Linked DNA regions of Pan troglodytes: regions 1 and 3 are each linked to region 2. The links are chromatin contacts, called in public HiChIP or PLAC-seq maps. All regions are on one chromosome and are shown on one strand. Each heading gives the region's core, a stretch centred on a gene start, on an enhancer-like site or on the middle of the called end of the contact. The rest is flanking DNA. Distances are from core to core; before and after follow the strand shown. Region 1 holds the start of SLC35C2 (solute carrier family 35 member C2). Region 2 holds the start of CD40 (CD40 molecule). Region 3 holds the start of CDH22 (cadherin 22).

What was found. HiChIP or PLAC-seq counts read pairs in DNA pulled down with a chosen protein or histone mark.
Region 1: an H3K4me3 HiChIP or PLAC-seq map of stem cell-derived excitatory neurons shows a contact between it and region 2, with 5 times the contacts expected there. The contact joins the promoter of SLC35C2 here to the promoter of CD40 in region 2. A contact is called at or near these places in 4 of 7 Hi-C or Micro-C datasets (blood, induced pluripotent stem cells and stem cell-derived neural progenitor cells), 1 of 1 datasets of contacts at active chromatin or transcription factors (stem cell-derived excitatory neurons) and 1 of 1 other capture datasets (stem cell-derived neural stem cells).
Region 3: an H3K4me3 HiChIP or PLAC-seq map of stem cell-derived excitatory neurons shows a contact between it and region 2, with 4 times the contacts expected there. The contact joins the promoter of CDH22 here to the promoter of CD40 in region 2. A contact is called at or near these places in 1 of 7 Hi-C or Micro-C datasets (stem cell-derived neural progenitor cells), 1 of 1 datasets of contacts at active chromatin or transcription factors (stem cell-derived excitatory neurons) and 1 of 1 other capture datasets (stem cell-derived neural stem cells).

Annotation. Positions count from the first base shown.
Region 1 is chr21:52,626,701-52,630,844 of NHGRI_mPanTro3-v2.0_pri, reverse strand. SLC35C2 (solute carrier family 35 member C2) reads left to right here and starts at 2,048. Exons shown (of 10, transcript NM_001280116.1): 1 at 2,048-2,116.
Region 2 is chr21:52,381,613-52,385,767 of NHGRI_mPanTro3-v2.0_pri, reverse strand. It overlaps CD40 (CD40 molecule), which reads right to left and starts at 2,867. Exons shown (of 9, transcript XM_016938026.4): 1 at 2,379-2,867. The coding sequence starts at 2,429.
Region 3 is chr21:52,571,994-52,576,365 of NHGRI_mPanTro3-v2.0_pri, reverse strand. CDH22 (cadherin 22) reads left to right here and starts at 3,027. Exons shown (of 12, transcript XM_016938033.3): 1 at 3,027-3,402.

The DNA of each region.
Region 1 (4,144 bases), core at 799-3,298, 250 kb before region 2:
GATTTCACCTTGACAAGACTTGATCTCCATGTATCTGGGAGACTCTGGAGAGCTCCAGCTGGAGCCCTTAGTCACCTTCCAAGAGTCCCTTCCTCCTCATCATTCGCTCCTCCCACACATACACACACACAGACACACACCTGCTGGTTAAGAGTGTTCACAGATTGCTGCACTGGGACAAAGCGTTTTCTGCTCAACCCTGCCGGGTACAGCAAGGTAAGGCATACTGTACACCCCCATGAACACATCCTCCCTCTTCTCCCTGCCAGGGACACAGCCAGGGAACAGCTCGAGTACTTGTGCCTTACAAAGAAGACACGCTCTTTACCCTGTGTGTTGCCTGTGCTTAGTGCCCAGCCTTCCAGCTGGTGTTTTAGGCTGTTGCTCCAAACCTTGGCCTTGGTAGCTGGGAGACTTAAATGAGGGTGGTGATGAAAATAGATACTTTCTCTTGCCTCTGAGAGAGAAGGGTGTGAGGGCAAGCTCTTTCAAAAGGCATAGAAAGTGCATGCAATACAAGCCTGAGGACTGAATAAAGCCAAGACCTTGGGCAGTGATGGGTACCATTGTAGGTGCTTGGTAAGCACTCAATGAACTAATGCCTGCATGATGCCAGCTGGCGGCGGTGACAGCCGCAGTTTGCATAAAACACTGCTTACACTCTGGCCTGGAGCCTTCTGTTCAGAGGGGCCAGGGATCCCAGCTGAGTCACTTGTAAGGATCCATGTTTGCAGCTGGTCTTACTGCCAGAGAGCCCAGGAGGAGGCTAGAGGAGGGCAAAAGGCACAAAACTGGGTCTGAATGTGCAACCCTAGCTTGCCCTGGCCTAACATTCTTGACTGCAAATGCTGCCCTTTTAATCCATCCCGCAAGATGAAGAAAATCTGAACTCCCTAGGCTGGCATTTTGGGGCCACTGCAACCTGCCTCTTGGCTACTTTAACCACCACAGTTATAAACAACCTGTGAGCCCCAGGCACGGCTGGACCTTTCTCACCCTCCTTTAGGATTCTCCCATTTCCTCTATCTGGGATGCTCTCTCCCTACTCAACCTATTGAAGTTGAGATAACTCTTAGAAAGTTTCATACAGAAAATATTTCACAAATGTTTCGTATTACTTCTGGATCGCCCAAGTTTTAAGTTGTAATGGCCCCAGCTCGCCTGAGCTCCCAGAAGAAAAAGCCCATGAGATACTTATCTTCGTGGTTCATTCCATGGTTGCCCAGCATTAGACTGGACATAAGAAAAACAATTTGTTCAGTAAAAGTAAACAAGTTACCATTTTTTGGATGCTCACTGTATGCAGAACACTAGCAGTCACCGGGGTTCCAAAGCAAGCCCCTGATTGAGCGCGGGAGAGACGCAGACAATTACACGGCTGTGCTCTGAGCCTGAGGGACTTCGCGGAGGACAAAACTACGCTGTACCTCAGAAAGACCAGACCACCTCAGAACCCGACCACAACAGACGCCCCGCCCCCGTGCTGCCCCGCCCCCGTGCTGCCCCGCCCCGTCTTTTCGCCCCGGCTCCGCCCAGCCCCTGGGTAGCTTCCGGCGGAAGTTACCGCCCGTGCCGCGGTTCGGCGGCGGCATCCGGCCTCGCACTTCCGGTGGGAAGATTCCGGCCTGGAGCTCCCAGGGCCGAGGTGAGTGGGTGCGCGGCCGGCCTCCCGGCGCACTCCCAGAGGCTGGGGGGCCGGGGCTGGAGACGGGAAGCGGGCTCCCCGCCCGGGAAATGCGCGGGTTGACATGGGGTACGCCACGCCCCTGCCCCTCCCCGGGCCTCAGTTTCGCCGTCTGTGGAGAGGGCAGGGGTCTCCAAGCGCCCTCCTGCAAGGCACCTGCCGGACGCCGGCTCATCTGGTATTTCCTGAGCACCTGCGACGTCCTGGGTGCGGGACCCGGGCCGGAATCGGACACGGCTCTGCCCTCTGAGAGGCTGCTTCCCGCGGTGGGATTGGGGCGGGCAGTAAACACGTGAGCAAACAAGGAAACGTCAGAGGTGGGAGTGCCACGAGGATTGGGAGGGGTGGGGCATTGGAGAAAGTATTCAGCCAAGCGGAGGTCTGCGGAAGGGAGCTGAAGGCAGGAAGAGCAGCAAGTAAAGAAAAACACAGGTTTGATGTGTTTGACACGTGGCAGGGGGCCGCTGTGGCGGGTGCTGGGACCGGTGGCAGAAGAATGAGGTTACAGAGGCCTTCCTTGTGGACCAGGCTGAGGAGCTGGGCTTAGCCTTAGGGCATGATCTGTTTCGTGTACCATCTCTCTGGCTGCTTTATAGATTCCAGGCCTTAGGGGCGAAAGAGGAAACGGGGAGACCAGTTAGACCAGTGGCAGTCAGCAGGTGAAAGATAATTGTGGCTTAGACTGTGGTAGTGGGAATGGAGAGGAAGAGAAGTAGAGGGGTCAAGAAGTGTATTGAAAGTGGAACTGACAGGGCAGGATTTGAGAAATGACAGAAATAAGTGGTCAAAGATGACTTCATCATAGATTTTTGGTTTTGGCTTAAGTAACCAAGTGTATTATGCTGGCATTTACTAAATGACTTTGGGATAGATTGGGAGCGTGAGAAATAATTACGAAATCTTCTTAGGGCATCTTAAGTTTTAGATATTTGGAGTGCAGCTACCAAATAGGCAGTTAGATATATGAGTCTGATACAGAAAAGATCAGGGCTGATGTAAAGAATTTAGAAATCATTGGCAAGTGGATTGGGTAGGATGAGATTATGTAGGGTAAGATTTAAGAGAGAAGAGAAGCCAGGTTCCAAGCTCTAGGCACCCAATTTTTATAGATTGAGTTGACAAGAAGGTGCCAGCAAAAAAGACCAATAAAGAGTCCAGAAAAGCAGAAGAAAAACCAGGAGAATGTGGTATCGTGGCACCCAAGAGAAGGTTTTTTCTAGGAGGAGGAAGTGATCCATTGTGTAAGGTAAGAATAGAGACTAAGCCGGCCCGGCACGGTGGCTCACGCCTGTAATCCCAGGACTTTGGGAGGCCAAGGCGGGCAGATCACCTGAGGTCGGGAGTTCGAGACCAGCCTGACCAACATGGAGAAACCCTGTCTCCACTAAAAATACAAAATTAGCCGGGCATGGTGGCACATGCCTGTATTCCCAGCTCCTCGGGAGCCTGAGGCGGGAGAATCACTTGAACCCGGGAGGCGGAGGTTGCGGTGAGCCGAGATCACGCCATTGCACTCCAGCCTTGAAACTCCATCTCAAAACAACAACAACAACAACAAAAAGAGTAGAGATTAAGCCTTTGAAGGGGCAGCAGGGAGGAGGGTGTGGTGACTCACTGGAGCAGTGGAGATGGGCTGAAGTGAGAGCAGGGGGTGAAGGAGTTGGACTGGCAGTGCAGGGTCCTCTGGGGAAGTTTCACTGTTAAGGGGACCAGGAGGGGAGTAAGCCTCTACCATGAGCTAGCATTTAATGCTGTACCTGATGCCACTTTACAGTTGGAGAAACTGAGTCCAGAGGTCAAGTAACTTAGGGTCACACAGTAGTGAGTAGGGACACCAGGATTTGATTCTCAGTGTCTAACTCCAAAGCCCACACTCTTAAGCACTAAACCATGCTGCCCAAGTTACAGTTAGGAAGATGGAGGGAAGCAGGTGTGGCAGTGATGCACCAGCCAGCCTTACCTTGATGTGACTGCTGCCCCCAGCTAAGCTGCTCTCTGTGGAAAGTGGGGCAGAATATGGACTTTCCTTCCTGAGCAAATGAGATTTCAAAAAGAGTTGTTTACTCCTTTAAATCTTGTTTCCCTTATAAAATAAGGGTGGGGACCTTTTCAGTTTCACGTCTGTGTCTCCAGTGGTGGGCCTACAGGAGTGCTTAATAAATGCTCATTAAGTGCCTAGATGATCTCCAGGGACCCTTCTAGCTGAGATTTGGCTTTGTGTTTGGGCATAGGTGACCTTCTGAATCCCAATAAGAAAATGAGTTAAATTTGAGACAGTGCTTCTTGTAGGCGGGGTAGCCATAGGGACTTATTGGAGGCAGGGGAGCTGGGCCAGGTCTGTGAAGGAAGGTCAGCATTTGAACAGTGGAGGGAGGGTGTTGCAGTGCTGCAGCAGGAAATGCAGCAAAAGCAGGAACTGCAAGAAGTTGGTTAACAGAAGAGTGAACAGACTTCCCTGGC
Region 2 (4,155 bases), core at 1,618-4,117:
TTAAATGTAAACCTCACATCATTGCCAAGAGACAAGAACCAGTATCACTTCTCATAAATAAAAGGTAACCCTAAAAATAAATTCTGGGGAAACAAAACAAGGTTATTAAAACCCAGCTGGTTGTTTGCTTGTTGAAGGCCCTCCCAGGCCTGCTCTTGATTTTTGTTTTAAAAGGAGGATTAGCAAGCCTTTGAGAGGCATTAACTCTATTCTAGCTCCAGAGACTTCCTCTTTGAAAAAATGAGAAGGATTTTTAAAAGAACTGTAAAGTAAGTGTATGTTTAATTCTATGTCCATGTGCTCCTTAAAACTGTCCCACAGTTTGGGAACAGCCAGTGAAAAGAACACAAGTTTGAGAGTCAGACAGCTTTAGACTCCAGTCCTGACTTTGTAACACTTACTAGTTATTTTGCTTCTCTTAGCCTCAGTTTCTCTATCTCTAAAATGGGAATAATAATGCCTGCCCTGCAGGTTGGATTGTGAAGATAAGAAAGAATACATGTATATGGCCTAGCACAGTGTCAGGAACATAGTAGGTGCTCATTAAACGGCAATTTTAATTATCATTCATTTGTTTCTGCTTGCATGATATATGGCAAGCAGCCCGGCTACCTGGCTGGCTGTCCAGAATCCTACCTAACTGGTGGCTCTCATTCAACCTGGGTATCTCAGCAAATTACTTACAGAAATGTGTCTTACCCAAAATGGGAAAGGAAGTAGAAAAGGCTACTGCCCCCCAGCAGCTCATTGCAAGACACCATCCTGTGAACGTGGAGCTCCCACACTCCCAAAGATAGGAAAGTCCTTGATACCATCTTCAAACACATGAGAAATAAAACGCTCCCCTAAAAGTCTGTCAATCTCCAGTTCTCACTCCCCATAGTTCTGGTCCTTCTGCCACAAAACAGCTCAGGACCAGAGCTTGGAGACTCTCACTATCTGAGAGGCAGGCTCTGGAATCATGCAGATGTAGATTCACAACCAGGTTCTTCCATTAGCTAGCTATGAGACCTTTGGCAAGACAATCCCCCTTTCTGAGCCTCAATTTGCCCATCTGTATAATGGAGGAGTTGTGAGAAATCAGACAAAGAAAACAGGCAGTGTTTGGCTCAGAGCCTGACACACAAGACGCCCTCAATAGATAGCTTCTGACATTGTTGTCACAGCCCAGCCTCTACCTGGAGCCAAAGTTGGGAGTTATGAGGGCAAACTCTGCTCTTGAGAAGCCTGGATCACACCCTTCACCCCACCTCCTCTGGCTCTTTCTCCACTCCTACCACAAGGGCCCCCCTTTACCTCTTTCCAGCTCCGCCCTCCCCCTGCCTCCCTGTTCCCTAAGAGCCATTGCTTCGGGTGAAAGTGAAAGCTCTGGGACCAAAGCAGCCTCCCCACTCCCTCTCTTCCCTTGCTGCTTCCCTTGCTTTCCTTGATACCATGGGTCATTCCTGCCCAGGCTTCAGGCCGGAATCTACAGCCCTCTAAAGTAGGGGGAGGCCAGAGGGGCTGGGATGAAGGAGCCAGGTACTTGGGGGATTCCCAGCCTCCAGAATGAGGAACTACAAAAATACATTTAAACAAAAAGTGAGTCAAGTGTAGGCTTCTGAAAATCCCGGAGATATGCTTGGTTGGCTCTGAGCCCCTCTGGTGCCTGGAGAAACCCCTGGTTTCTCCAGCCCTCTGATCACCAGCCCTGGTCAGAGCCAACCAGAACTCTGGTCTCCTAACCCTTTATTGTGTCCCATAAACTGTTCATCTCCCCCAGGGGTCTCCTATGTCATCTTAAATTCAGGAGAAAAAGGCAAAGCCCTGGGGATTCCTCCTAGGTTGGAACACCCAAGATACGGTTCGGGGTGGAGGGCGATGTTAAAAGCTCCTTGCCTTCTCACAAAAGTACCTGGGCCTCTGCACCCATCTCTTGTTCCCACAAGATGCCCTGGAAGAAGGCAGCCCCAGCTGGCAAGGAGATGATAACTACTTACAGAGGCTGGCATCTGTCCACAATAAGAAGGGGACAGGAAACGGGCCAGACCCGCCCCTTCCCTTGGTCCGCCTCACTTCCCGCCCTCCGAACCCCCTACCAGTCTCTGTGTGGCCAGCCTCTGAGGCTCCCTAAACCCGTCCAGGCCGTCTAGGCACGCTTGGGCAGCCAGTGCCTTCCCTGAGCGGCCCCTGTAGGCCGCTCCCGGGACCCCAGCCCGGGAGAAGAGAGAGGCAGCCCACCCCATTCAGCCAGGTGCGGGGGCACCTTGCCCAGCTCCTACCCACCCTCCTGCCCCCACAAAAATCAGCCAGGAAGGCCTCTTCCCCGAAGTCTTCCTTCCCTTTCCTTCTCATTCCCCACTCCCAACTCCCGTCTGGTCGGGGCAAAAACAACTCACAGCGGTCAGCAAGCAGCCCCAGAGGACGCACTGCAGAGGCAGACGAACCATGGCGAGGTGAGACCAGGCGGCAGGACCACTGGGCGCCCGAGCGAGGCCTCTGCTGACTCCCCTGCCCCAGCCTTGGCCCCGCCCAGGAAAGGGGCGGGGTCTTCAAAGACCAATCGCGGTCCACCTATCGGGGGGGCGGAGCCCCCAGCAATTCACCGCGCAGGGGTTTCCCCAGAACATTCCCACAAGTCTAATTCCCCCGGGAGTTTAGGGACGCATCTTGCTGGGTACGGGAGGAGGCATGGTCCCAGAGACAGCCCTTCTTCTTTGCCCCCAGGTCCCACAAAGGCCAAGCCGAGGCGGGCTAGGAGCTAGCCTGCTTCCTGCGACCGGAGAGAGATCCCATGGGTGCTGGGGCCTGCCACAGGGACCCTCACGGTTTTCCCCTCCCTGCCCCGCTCTCCGCTGCCTCTAGGTATCCTGGCAGAACCGAAAGAGGCTCCACTGCGGAGAGTCCTGAGGAAGTTCCCCCCACACCACCACGCAGAAAACGGGAAGGCCACAGCTGGGGTATGGGGAGGCGTTTCAAGGAAGAGTTTCCCAACTCAGAATTTCGCTCTCTTTCAAAGGAAATTCCCTCGTGTGGGCGCGTCGTCTCAACTTCCCATCCATTCATCCATGCATCCATGCGTCCTCACCTCATTCCATTCCATCCCACCTCCCACCCAGCACCTGGAGACAGGCATTTATTAAGAGTGGGGCCGGGCGCGGTGGCTCACGCCTGTAATCCAGCACTTTAGGAGGCCGAGGCGGGCAGATCACTTGAGGTCAGGAGTTCGAGACCAACCTGGCCAACATAGTGAAACTCCGTCTCTACTAAAAATACAAAAATTAACCGGATGTAGTGGCGTTCGCCTGTAATCCCAGCTACTCAGGAGGCTGAGGCAGGAGAATCGCTTGAACGGCAGAGGCAGAGATTGCAATGAGCCGACATCATGCCACTGCACTCCAGCCTCGAAGGCAGAGCAAGACTCCGTCTCAAAAAAATAATAATAAATAATAAATAAAAATAAAAATAAAGGTGGGGGCCAGGCGCGGTGGCTTACGCCTGTAATCTAACACTTTGGAAGGCCAAAAAGGGAGATTGCTTGAGGCCAGGAGTTCAAGACCAGCCTGGCAACATGGCAAGACCCCCATCTCTAAAAAAAAAAAAAAAATTTAAAAGTTAGCCAGGCATGGTGGCAAACACCTGTAGTCCCAGCTACTCAGGAGGCTGAGGCAGGAGGATCGCTTGAGCTCAAGAAGTCAAGGTTGCAGTGAGCCATGATTGCAATGATTACATCACTGCACTTCAGCCTGGGCGACAGTGCAAAACCCCATCTCAAAAAAAAAAAAAAGAGCGGGCCAGCCTTTTGTGGCATCATAAAACACTTTAAGTATGTTAGGAAACTCGGGACCCTCTCATTTTGCAGAAACACACACTCACTTGTGCCTACATTTCCTGGGTTCATGAACTCTGAAGACATGCTTTTGTTTTTTTGTTTTTTGTTTCATTTTGTTTTTTGGGTGTTTGTTTGGTTTTTGGTTTTTGGGGTTTTTTTGACAGAGTCTCGCTCTGTCGCCCAGGCTGGAGTGCAGTGGCATGATCTCGGCTCACTGCAACCTCTGCCTCCTGGGTTCAAGCAATTCTCCTGCCTCAGCCTCCCGAGTAGCTGGGATTACAGGCTGGCGCCACCACGCCCAGCTAATTTTTGTATTTTTAGTAGAGACGGGGTTTCTCCACGTT
Region 3 (4,372 bases), core at 1,778-4,277, 190 kb before region 2:
ATTTTTAGTTGTCACAACTGGGGAGGGGGTGTGCTGCTGGCATCTAGTGGGTAGAAGCTGGGGATGATGCTAAGCATCCTACATGGGACATGCCCAATGACGAAGAATTATCTGGCCCAAATGTCAATAGGGCCAAAGTGGAGTGACCCTGGGCTAGAGGGAGAGAAATGCCCATGGACCCAGATGACTACTCCAGGGGAAAACATGTCCCCTGTGCCAAGACAGGGCTGTGTGCCCTTCTGATGGAGTGGGAAGGAGAATTCTCACAAGCGCCTCCTCTTGGAATCCTTCCCTAGCCATGCCTCTGTCCCCAAGTCCTTCCTCATCCTACCCAATCCCTGGAGGAGTGGTGTCTCCCTTATTTGTAGACTCACCACACGATATAAAAAAGCACAGGTTCAAACTCTAACTACAAAGCACTTGGCATTTTATTTGCCCAGAGGCAATATTGCACACCAGTTCAGTGTGCAGGCTTTGGCCCCAGCCTGCCTTGGTTTGAATCCCAGCTCTGCCATAAACTGTGTGACCTTGGGCACGTTTCATAGTTGCACTGTGCCTCAGTTTCCCCATTATGAATTTATAAATTTGTTGAAAGTAAAAGGAAATTATCTGTGTAAAACATTTAGGAGAAGGCTTGACACATGGCACAGGTTCACTAAATGTTAACTGTTGTTACTATCATCTCATTTTCTCTTCACATCAATGCTGGGGGAAGTGGCTTGCCCACGTGTCACACAGTCTGCATGGGGCAGAACTGCTCTCAGAGCCCAGGCCTGCCCAGTTCTTCCTCTGTCACACTACACTGCCTCTTGCTGCCCCTGCCACACTGCAGCAGGAGTCCCAGCTTACCTTCTCCCAGACCAGAGTGAGAGGTCTGACCCAGGCCCAATGCGTCAACCTGATCTCTCTACTTGCCGTCTGAATGATCTTGCTATTTCAACACCGTGTCTCAGTTTCCTCATTTGTAAAATGGGCTAATACTAGTATCTGATTATTGTGAGGACTTAAAAGCAAAACTATGGCACACAGCAAGTGCTCAATAAACATTCAATGTGTTCTCAGAGCCTAGCCATAGTGCTCACAACAGAGTGGACGCTCAGAGAAAGTTTGTTGAAGGAAGGAAGAATTGGAAATAACGGTAGAATGAGCCTGAAAATAGGAAACATTGGGATAGGAAAACCTGAGGGTCTAATAAAGAGTCATGGGGAGCTGGGTGCAGCAGCACATGCCTGGTGTCCCAGTTACTTGAGAGGCTGAGGCAGAATGATCACCTGAGTCCAGGAATCCAGCCTGGACAACATAGTGAGACCCCCATCTCAAAAAAAATAAAAATAAAAGAGAGAGAAGAGAGAGACCAGAGCAAAAGAGAAAGATGTGACAACAGTTCATTCAATAACATTTATTGAGCACCTACTGTGTGCATGCAGATGTGAGAGCAACAGTGTCCCAGGCCAAAACAACCTGTGGACAACTAAGTAGGTCTGACTCCAGAGATGAACAGCACACACCAGAGCCTGGAGGAAGAGGCAAAGAAGGAGTGGGAACTGGAGCAAACAGCAAAAGTGAGTCAGAGCGGGAGGAGAGAACCAAAAGTGAAGAGATGCACCTGGAAGGCTGGCCTCTGGTCTCTGAAAGCATGAAAGAGTGGAGGCTAAGGATAGAGAGGAGAGGGGAGGAGAGAGATGGAGAAAAGGAAGGCGATAGAAAGGCAAGGCTAGAAGAGATCAATGAAGGGAAATAAACCAAGAGAAGGACGTAGGGGAGGGAACAGACTGGCACAGTGGAGAATACATCTCAAAATAAATAAATGAATGATGGAGTTTAGTAGGAGGGGCCAGAGGGGCAGCCAGCAGGAGAGGTGATTCCAATCATCAGCAAGACGGACTAGGGTGTGGAGATGGAGATGGAAATTGGGGAAGGAGGCGAGGAGGAGAGAAGGATAGGGGTGAGGTAGAGCTGGGGGTCCTGGAGGGCCCTGCCCCCTCTTTGCCATGAACTTCAGCAGCTGCTTGTGGGTGATTAAATGGCTGGTCATTGGCAGCTTGGCGGGACAGAGGTCTGCAGCTGTCCAGTCTCCTGCTATCCTTCACCCACCTATCTGGAAGCCATGGGGAATAGGGGGGCAGGCAACTCCTAAGGGGACCTACAACCCAAGACAAAGGGTGGGTCTATGGGAGTCACTGGTCCTATCCTACCATCAACGACCTCATATTGGGAACTCAGGAGTGGGGTGGGAGGGTCTCCTCCATTAGGCCTCATCCCAGAGAGATGAAGTAGTAAGGAGAGCCAGGCAGCCAGGAGAAAGAAACAGGGCCAGGTGGAAAAAACATCAGGGAGCAGACCAGCCGGATTTTTAAAAGAACGGAAAACCCAACCAGCAAGGAGTTTCTGGGCAGTGGGAAGATTTTATTGGGAGACTTCTCCAGGTCAAGGTGGCACCAAATTAAGGATGGAGGTGTCTTGTTTTGCCTGCTTACTTTGTTGGTTACAAGGATGTCCAGCGGGACTCTCCAGAGGAAAAGCCCACAAGTTTCTCTCCCGGGGACACCCGACCTCCCACCTGCCTGGAGACTCAGCCCTGGGCACCTGGTCTGTGTCCACCTCAATGCACAGTGACTGTTTCTGAACTGGCAGATCTGGTCTGTGCAAGGTGCCTTTCTGGGCAGCAAGCCGGGGCGGCCACTGTTCGAGAAGCCTGCTCCTACCCTCGCCTGCGCCCCTGCTCCTCTGAAGGCGGCCTCCCGCAGTAGTCAGGGGGCGGAAATGGGAAGCCCTATTCGCACTAAAATCAGGTGGGGAAGTAGGCTCTGGTCTCAAACTGCGGCCACCTGGGGAGCTGCCAGGCGAGGAGGTAGATGGTCCCCCTCCTGGGGGCGCTCCCTTCGCGCGGATCTGGGGTTGGAGGAGGGAGGGGCACTGTCCCCTGGGGGGTTTCCTGGGACTGGGCCGCCCGAGAGAGGGAAAGGCTGTCCCCTCCTGGTGTAGGAGGGGCGCGATCCGGGGGGCGGGGGCCGGGGCTCCCCGGCTGCGGGGGTCCGGGCCGGCGGCCGCCTGCGGCTTGGCACTGCGCCGCGCTCCTGCCCGGCGGGCCCTGCATTCTCCGAGTCTCCACCAGAGGCTGCGGGAGGAAGGAAGGGATCCGTCCCTTGCACACTTCCCCCCAGTCAGACACGCACACTCCCTCGCTCCCGCTCGCTCGCTCACTCCCTCGCTCTCTCGCTCTCTCGCTCACACACACGCGCGCACACGCCGCCGCGGCTCCCCCTCTCGCTCCCGCTCTCCCTCCGGCTCCTGCGGGCGGCCGCGGGGCTCCGGACTCGCCCGCTGCCCGCGCCGGGGCTCCCGCCCCACGCAGCGTCCCGAGGCGGCAGGACTGGGGGGAGCCCCGGGCCGCTCCCCGAGGTAAGAGCGCAGGGTGCCGCGGGAGGAGCGGCCGGATCGCCGCCGAGGGGAGGCTGGCCGGCAGGGAGGGAGCCCCCTGGCCGGCGGGAGCGGCCGGGCAGGCGGCGCGGGGGGCGAGCCTCCAGCCGCAGGAGGAGCCGGGGTGCCTGCGCCCGGCCCTGCGCGCCCCCTCCTCTCGGCCGGGAGGGCGGGGAGGGAGTTTCCCACGTCCAAACTTTCCCCGGCGCGGAGCCGAGCCGCCTCTCGGCCCGAAGCCCGCAGCTCCCAGCCGTCCCCACAACCTCGTCCGCCGCGCGCCCGGGAGCCTCCGGGACCCCCGCGGGCCGAGGGGTGGCAGCGCCAGGGGCCGAGCCGGCGCGCCAAAAGGGGCTGGGAAGGTGGCGCACAGCCCTGACGCGAGGGCTGGGACCCAGGCGTTCCCGGTCCCCCAACCCTGCTAGCGGGGCTCGGCTCCCCGGCCCCTCCCAGAGGCGGGGTCCGGGGCCGGGAAATACCGCACGGCGCGAGCGTGTGCGCGCGGTGTGTATGTGCGAGGTCGTGCCGCGTCCGGGGACACCCGGAGGCTGACTCCAGCCGCGGCGACACGCACGGTTCTGGTCCCCTCTTAGCCGGGGAGGCGGCCCACAGGGACCCCTGCCGGCCCCACCGGCGCGACCCCCCCTGCCCTATGGTCGTCGGGCGGGCTGGCGGTGAGCGAGAGCCAGCGCTGCTCTCTTCCTTAGGACCCGACTCCGGAGACACCGTCCCCGCTGGGGAAGAAGGACGGGGCCCCCGACAGCCTAACGTCCAAAGAGAGTGCCACTTAGGGCTAACCCTCGGGGGCCGCGGCGTTTACTGTGAAGAGTGGACTGCGTGGGCGCGCGGGGTGCCGGGCAGCCCTGGGTGGGCACAGTGTGGACCCGTCTCGCTCGCGCCTCCCCGCTGCCTCTTCTCAGGCAACGTCGGGCCCTGTCCCAGGCGAGGCTGCAGC